2 separate regions of the Sus scrofa genome follow, and region 2 is linked to region 1. A link is a contact called in public HiChIP or PLAC-seq data. All regions are on one chromosome and are shown on one strand. The core of a region is the stretch at or near the end of the contact, and the rest is flanking DNA. Distances in the headings are between cores, read along the strand shown.

What was found. HiChIP or PLAC-seq counts read pairs in DNA pulled down with a chosen protein or histone mark.
Region 2: a contact with region 1 is called in an H3K27ac HiChIP or PLAC-seq map of alveolar macrophages. The contact joins two enhancer-like sites. A contact is called at or near these places in 1 of 47 Hi-C or Micro-C datasets (embryonic fibroblasts) and 1 of 2 datasets of contacts at active chromatin or transcription factors (alveolar macrophages).

The regions. Positions count from the first base shown.
Region 1 is chr9:127,843,653-127,848,086 of Sscrofa11.1, reverse strand. No RefSeq gene overlaps it. Among named protein-coding and RNA genes, the nearest start is that of PLA2G4A, 7.7 kb to the left of the region's middle. Within about 2 kb of position 2,261, at least 1 of the 83 cell types and tissues checked has an H3K27ac peak or open chromatin away from gene starts, as enhancers often do. A contact at or near this core is called in alveolar macrophages, where this site is marked.
Region 2 is chr9:128,007,193-128,011,626 of Sscrofa11.1, reverse strand. The region is part of intron 6 of PLA2G4A (cytosolic phospholipase A2); the gene reads right to left. Among named protein-coding and RNA genes, the nearest start is that of PTGS2, 150 kb to the right of the region's middle. Within about 2 kb of position 2,621, at least 22 of the 83 cell types and tissues checked have an H3K27ac peak or open chromatin away from gene starts, as enhancers often do. A contact at or near this core is called in alveolar macrophages, where this site is marked.

The sequences.
Region 1 (4,434 bases), core at 1,012-3,511:
GAATCAGACTAGATTCCATAAGGATGCAGGTTCCATCCCTGGCCTCACTCAGTGGGTTAAGGATCCAGCGTTGCTGTGGGCTGTGGTTGCTATGGGTATGGTGTAGGTCAGCAGCTGCAGCTGTGATTTAACCCCTAGCCTGGGAACCTCCATACGCCACGGATGAGGCCCTAAAAAGACGAAAGACAAAAAAAAAAAAAAGAAAAAAAAATTATGTTTAACAAATTACCACAAACTTAATGGCTTAAAAGAACACAGATTTATTACCTCCAGTTGGGGAGGCCAGAAGTAAGAAATAGGTCTTACGCACTAAAATCAAAGTGCATACAGTGCTGCTGCTTCTGGGCAAATCTGTTTCTCACCTTTTCCAGCTTCCAAAGACCATGCACAATTCCTTGGTTTGTGTCTCTCTTCAAAGCCAGCAGGGTAGCATCTTCTAATATCTGTGATTGTGATCTTGCCTCCTTAAAAGCCCTTTTGATTATTTTGAGCCAATGAAAATAATCAAGCAAATTCTCTCCTCCTCAAGATTCTTAACATTTTGACATTATAAAAACTCTCTTCTGCCCGGAAAGGCAACATATTCACAGATTCAAGGTATTGGGGTGTGAATATCTTTGGAGGGCCATTATTTTGTCTACTGCGTCATACAACCCAGCAACTTGGGCATTTACCTCAGAAGAATAAGAAACTCTATTAATGTAAAAATCTGTTCCTGGTCACACCACTATATATAAAATAGGTAATAAGAACAGGGTAACCTACGCAATGCTGTGTAACAACTTAGATCAAAAAAGACCCTGAAGAGGAATAGATACATGCGTATGTTCATCGTGTTGAATGTCTACACCAAGGAGGACTACACAGCAAAACAAACAAAAAACTCTTAGTACGTGCAACCACTTGGATGGAACTCAAGGGAATTTTGCTGAGTGGAAAAAAAGCCAATCTTAAAATTTTACCTACTGTATGATTCTATTTATTTAACATTTTTAAACTAATGCGAGTATAGATAGGGATGGAGAACAGATTAGTGGTGACCAGATTAGGGATGGCAAATGGGTAGATATGGCTATAAAGGGGTAGCATGAGGAAGCCTTGTGCTGGGAAAAATGAAACCCATAAACTGTGGATGGCAGCATAAAAAACATAGCCCCTTTGGAAACCAATCTGGCAGTGAAACATAAACATACCCTATGAGCCAGCAATTCTGCTTACAGCCTCTTACCAGAAGAAATGAATATAGGTGTTCACAGAAGACTTACACAAGAATGTCCATGGCCACTTCATTCATAATAAATTGAAATTTATAAAAAACTGAAGACAACTCAAATTTCCATCAATAACAGAATGGATAAAGGGTCACATCTCTATACAATGAAATACTTCTCAACATAAAAAGTAATGAACTACTGATAAATTCAACAATGTGGACGAATCTCAATTATGTAGAAAGGGGAAAAGTCACAAAAGAGTACCTACTGTGTGACTGTAGAAATATAAAGTTCTAAACAAGACAAAACTAATCTATAAGAATCATGGTTGGGGAAAGATGGAGTTGCAAGGATTATAGAGAAAGTTGCATAAATAAGGCAACTTTCTACATAGTGGAATCATTTTATATCTTGATAATGGTATAAGTGACATGAGTATATTATACTTTAAAAGTGTATTATAATTTTACTCATGGTTGGGTACATTTCACTGTATGTAAATTATAGCCCAATAAAAAGTGAAAACATGAAGATATGCTGGGACTAAATGGTATATCCCACTAATGCTTTCTTGGTCTACATTTATTTTCCACATATATTTGCTATCTATTGTACTAATCATTTTTTTCTGTAAGTGCTATTTAATTTAGTTTGTATGACAGTCCTATGGAGAAAATGTTACTATTATTTTATTAATGTGGAAAATGAGTTACTTACCCAAGGACCATTGAGTTACTTATCAGTGGACCTAGAGAGCCCAGATCTGTCAAACTCCAAAGCTCTTCAAACCGCCATGTGCAGAATGAACAAAACTGATTGTTTATGAATATGCTGATGATTGCACAAATATTTCCCTGGCTGAAAAAAGAATTAAATTTTTGTTTTGCATTTTGTCACTTCTTGCGGGGTATTACAATTATAACCTTATTACTTTACTAAAGAAATCAAATAGAGAAATTGTATCCTTAAGTCACGGGATACATCATTTTAAAACCGTCTAACAATAGACTTACCAATCCTCAAACCACTTCCTTTTGTTTTGTCTTTAGAGACATGAAGAAATAGCTACCAAGGAATGTCAGTGAATAATTGAATGCAGTTACTATCACATCTTTGAGTTTTCTTATTATCAAGAGAATGCTTACATCTCTTTTTTATTTTTGAGGTTCCATTATTTAAATGTAACTCTGTGTTGTATCCATTTAACCTCTCTCACACAATTTACAAAAGAACATGTTAACACACACACACACACACACACACACACACACACACACACGATTATGTTCTCAGTGTCTGCCTTCTTCCATAAGGCTCAGCTCTATAACTCAAGGTGGGGTGCTAAAACATGTAGACTAATCATGTCTTTTGGATATACAACACACTTGATATTCATTTCTGATTGGATTTGTTGATCTCCAGCTTATGTAGACTATTCTTCTATGTGAAAGGGGACTTCTGGCCACTCTGCCTGAATGGGGGGCACTCTACCATGTTTGAGATGGAGTAAAGACTAGGAATGTACATGGGCCATTTCATCACTTATCAATGGAAATGTTCCCGGCATATCATAACCAACTACTGCACAAAGATTTAAATACATATCACTTATGTGAAAGTAACTTATTTAATAATCACAACAACACAGAATAATGAAAAATCACAACAAATAAATCCAAAATGAAAATAATTGTTATAAAGTTCCTGTGCTAGAGTAAATGTACTGTATTCAGGTCCTCAATGAACGGCAATTTCTTTTTGATAAGGGCACTTGCTGATAGCCTGGTAATTAGAAAGATGAAGAAAACAGAAAAGTAAATGTATGCCCTAAAATTAAAATCTATGTGATATGTGGCTATTCCATATTTCACATCATTTGAATGATCACTTCAGTAAGCAAAAACCTGCTACTTTTGATTTTCAAAATGGAACTCCTGATGCTCCCTTACTTTCTTTCATTCCATAGATATAGATAGCTTTGACATGTGTTATAACTTATTTAATGATTCTATTTTAACAACCTAATATCACAGACTTAGAATATTTAGAGCTTCTCCCCACCCCCCCCAAAAAAGATGATGTTTAAAAAAAAGATTTAAAATCACAATTATTCCCCTAACTCCACCTCTAATTCCAAAGTATTATTAAGGACTCCAACTTTTACAGAACATAGGCCACAGTCTAGGTTTGAAGTAGAGGCAAGTAGTTTAAGATGAATAATAAACAGCTTGGTAAATCATTCTGTTTTTTAATCCTGACAAAAAGCACTACTTTCGAGGACCCTCTCTAAATATAATTGGAATTCTAAAGTCATCAGGGAGTTCCTGCCATGGCTAAGAGGTTAACGAACCCAACTAGCATCCATGAGGATGCGGGTTCAATCCCTGGCCACGCTTGGTGGGAAAGGATCCTGCGTTGCCATAAGCTGTGCTGTAGGTCACAGACGCGGCTCGATCCTGTGTTGCTGTGGCTGTGGCATAGGCTGGAGGCTACAGCTCCAGTTGGACCCCCTAGCCTGGGAACCTCCATATGCTGCAGGTTCGGCCCTAAAAAGACAAAAGACAAAAAAAAGATAACATGTATTATAAATAGTCAATAAAGTGAATTCACATAAATAGGTTAATTTAGAATGTGACTTCTATTTTACATTTAGAAATCTATAGCATCACTTGAAATAGCTAGACATACCCTTGGGAATTATAAAACAATTGGAATTTCTAAGTTAAGTTATTTAATTTATATCTTACAAGTCAAGAACATGACTTTTTACATTCCCAATAATAGCATGGTGGTGAACAGGCTAGATGCTTGCACCCAGGGCATAGGTTTGGGAGTTGGGCAAATCCAAATCCAGAGTTGGGCAAATCTGGGCTCTGCCACTTTCTAGCAGTGTGGTTAATAAGGGCCCCATAATCCTCATCTTTAAAAGATAAAATGGGGAGTTCCCATCATGGCACAGTGGGTAAAGAATCTGACTGCAGTGGTTTGAGTCAATGCAGAGGTGTGTGTTTGATCCCCAGCCTGGTGGAGTGGGTTAAAGGGATCTGACATTGCCGCAGCTGTGGCCATAAAAAAAAAAAAAATTAAAAATGGTAAAATGGTAACACTAATGCCTAATGTATTCTCAGCTCAGGACTGACATACAACCTAAGGTAGCTGTTTTTATTTTTCTATTATTTCAAACTATAACTCAAGGCAAGTGACTTTTCAAGTTTTCACT
Region 2 (4,434 bases), core at 1,372-3,871, 160 kb before region 1:
CAGTCTTTTGTAGGATTGAGAAGCCTGTACATAGAAACATGCATTTGAAGGCAATATTCTCAAGGGTTCTTAATATCTTTTATACCTTGATGCCTTTAGCAGTCTGGTGAAGCCGATGGACCCCATGATACATTATATGTATGACATTATAAATTTCGTGAAATAAAAACATTAGATCACAAAGGCAACCAACTGTATTGAAATACATGGAGTCCATGCAGTATAGCAGACCCCTTAAATGGTATTTATGCATGCTTTGGAGGCTTGAGTTTTCTCCCTCTATTTTCTGTGGAGTACACCCATGTAGTTCTAAAGTACAATGCAAAATTTTTGAAGACAGAAGCACTTATAGAACCATAAAGAGTAAAACAATAGAAAACTAAGTTCCTTTTGTACCCTCTATCTCTGCTGCCAAAGTAACAAATATGTAAGCACGACCTGAACAGGTAGGTGTTACATATAATAAACACAGGTTGAAATGAACTAGAAACACTCATTTGCTCCAAACTATGAAATTTACATTTCCTCAGCCTTTGTTCAACAATGGAGAGGAGTACTAAGGACATTGGTAGTAACTAAGAGGGCCAAGGACTTTAATTAATAAAGTGTATATGGATGTTTCGGTTGAGCTGCTGGTGGTGGAATCTAATGCCTCAATGGGTTTTTGCAAAAATATGAAAATTAACAAAAACTGTTACACTCCCCTCTTCACTTTGGACAGGAAAAAGTCTGATAACTATATCTATACTAGAACCTCAGGAAATATGGGCAGAACCAGGAATAAAGTGCAGAATGACTTTCCAACGTAGGACAGACATGGTTCATTGAGGCAGGGAGGGATGAAGGTCAAAGAAGCATCTCCTCCCTCCTCCATGCCAGGCAGTGCATCTGGGAACCATCTGAGCCAGAAGCAAACTCAAGGGTATCTGATCACAAAGAGCTTCCCCTCCTCACCTCCCTGCCCAACTTGACCCACACAGACTCACTGTTTCCCTTCACAGAAGCACCTGGCCATCAGTAGAGTAAAATTAAGCACTTCAGTGTTAAAAGGATTAATGAGAAAGGGCTAAAGAATGAATAATTGTTTAAAATGAGATGTGTTTTAATTAAACGTTGAGGAAATATGAAAGTCAACAGTTCAATAAAATTGTTTTAGTTCTTAAAAAAAAAAAAAAACAGCATTTTGATTATGGTACTTATGGTAACCAGCTGTTCTCTAAAGCTCTAAAGATTGAAAAGAAAAAAAAAAGGAAATGAAATGACTTTAAGTTGCAAAATGAAGGATTTTTGTCAGGCTGAAGAAGGACATCCTGATAGCAGAGCTGTAAAGGACCCTCTTTTGCGACAGGTGGTTATTATTACTAAACGTTTCAGCCGTCTTTACACTGCAGATTTGGAATGGTCCCAATTCTATAAAGCATTATCTTTTAGGGAACATTAAGGTGGCCTCAAGAATCTGAAGGAGGAAAGTAGGCAAAGGGTGAGGAGTAAGATAGAAACCAGACTCAAGAACTTAGCTGGCCATCCAAGAAAGGCAGGCAAGACAATGGTTAAGTATTCAGAACTTAAAACAATAATTCTGGCACCTAGGACGTGAAGGAAAAGCAACCCAGCATGATGGCTCCCGGAACAGGTAAATGCACTGAGATGCGATGATGTGTGGAACTGGGCCTAGCAATTGGCCAGGCAAAAAATCCAAGTGTTTGAAAGGAACAAAGGCTCTGTCTTTGCCGACCAAATGCTGGAAAACAAGGCAATCTGTGATTCCATCTTACTGGTTAATAATTACCCTGGATCAAAAGATCTGCATTCTATAAGCTCATGAATTTCTATGCACTTTTGTTTTAGGTATTTTGTTTTCTGGTCATTCATTATAGTGATTTCCCGATTTTCTTTCTTCCTTTAAAAACTCCCACACAAAACAAAAACAAACAAACAAACACAAACAAAAAACCCTCTAGAGAAATTCAGCAGACCTAGCTTCTCTGGGTTCGTTCTTAGCATAACTGGAGAAAAACCACATAACCTGCTAAAGTGGTTTTATTTTGGTCCACATTCTCAGAGGCTCTGGCCACCACACAGCATCTTTCTAGGTTTTCTGGTGCCCTTGCATTTCCACCTTAGAAAAGGACTTTCTTCTCCCCTTCAAGTTTCTCACCTTATCCCCACCCCCACTCTTGGGTAGTGACCTCATCTCCTTTCACAGAGACAACAGAAGGCGTCACAAGGGGAAGTTCATCTTCTCACCCGCAAACCCTCAAACTTCTCTGCCAGAGTACCTGGGTTCTCCTTCTCTCTGTCACCAAGAAGGCAGAGTTCCTCCCCCTGTACTGGACCTGGCCCCACATGTGTTTGGGACGCAAAATCCCTCTCTCCTCCTCAACTGGCTTCACTCGGAAAGCTGTGCCTGTCTTTTCTGAATCATCCAACTTGACCTTCTACGGGATAATCTGATGGGCAAGCTTTTTACAGTCTCTCTCGTCTCCATTTCCTTTTCCCTCCATGTCTCTCTCCCCTGTTGTGCTGCTTCACATTTTTCTAATGGACCATTTGCTCACACGCTGTCTATCCGCATCCTCAGAGTCCTCACTTTCATGCCCTCTGCCACCCCACCGCGTCCCCACCACTCCACCAGAGCTGCTCTCATCAAGATCGCTAGTGACTTCCTGGTTTTTTAAATGCAGTCAGTCATCGCTTTTCTATCCTGTTTTTCTGGAACCACTTTCACTTCTTTGCTCCCATGACATCGTCCTAACTCCTAGTTTTGCATTAATTCCTTGGTTGCTCCTTTGCAGGCTTATTTACAAATGCTACTCCTGGATCCTCCGTAATAAGCCACACCATTCGCTCTCCACACATGGCTTCTCGTCCCTCACATCTCAGCTTAAACTTCACCTTTCCATCCTTCATTTCCCCAGGTCAGCCTGTACTATTCAAGTCCATTTGCATCTTATATTACCCATTATTTCCTTAATTATTCTCTCTTCTCCAAGGGGGTATTAAATCTTTACTCACCCAAGTAGTCCCTAAATATAGCACAGTGCCTGGAATGTAGTCAGTAGCAATTAGAACATACTGATTTGGTGAACTCAGTGGTCAGTGATTCCTGGTTGATGTTACATCTGCATTTTCTTCTTGACCCAACAGGTAAACAGGTAAAAATTCTTAAGCGAAAAAAAGTACAGTCTATCTACATGGCTTCCCCTAATAACTCTTCTTTTTCTAAATGTTAAAAAGACAGATTTTTCCTATTCTTTCTTAGGCATGCTATATATATTCATAAAATAGTATCTAAAAATTCGTTTCTTTACAGAGAATTGTAAGTTATACAACAATGTTCTCTTCATTGTGACAATAACTTTAAGGTATTAATCAGCCAAGCCAACTTGTCAATTTAACACATAATTTAAGCAGATAGTATAAATTTCTGTAAACACTGAATGAGTCTCACAAAACTGATTCTTTCTTATATTGCTTTTCATTGAGAACAGAGGGATTGTTAGTGATAAGGACACATACACACAAAAAAAATCCCATATAAATATTGTAAACTTTTACTAATTTTAAATAGAAATCCCTGGCGATCACTACCTCAAAAAATAAGCAAGTAGCAGATTATATTATCATCATAATATTTTCCAACTAAATTTTTAATTAACTGAGAAACCCCTATAAATTAGAATTTTCACTGCGAGAAATCTTCCTAAAATATGTCATCCTTCAATAATCAAGGATATAATGATACTTTGACATTATAGCTGACTATGAATTCCCATTGTACATTGAAAGTAGTAATTTTCAAGACTATTCCATGAATGACAGAAATGCCCTAGAGTTATCTCTTTGAGATCTAAGTTCAATCAATTTTAAATTCATCTGTCTCTACTTCATAACAATTGAGTGGAAAGGAAGTTGATACCTGTTTGAGGTTTGTGGTAGATAATAACAAGGGACTGATGGACATTAAGAAATTTTAGTTATAGATGCAGGAGTCCATATAGCATGTCCCCGTAACGGCATTCATCTTTAAATATTTTTCCCAAAATTACTTTTCTATAAATCCTTAATTGCTGTAAATGATTTTTCTTAATACTTTTATGGTATTGCCTCAAATGCATGTAAAAAAAGTCCTTTAATTTCAAGAAATAAAAAATGAGAGCCCAAAGAAAACTTATAAGATACCACTTACCTTCCCCTAGACTATCCTAGGCAGATATTGTCTCTTCTACAATTATAAATCCTTCTACAAGGGGTCACAAACCTCGGTTTATTGCCAAGGTACTGTGCTCAACTTGCTTATCTTGTTAAAACTGTGGACATAAAAGTATGGGGCAAATAGGAAGTGTGTCAATTTACTGACTGAAATTCAGAAACATTTGCAAGACCTAATGTTTCTAGTCACACAGTTGCATCTAGCAGTCAAACCTGACCTAC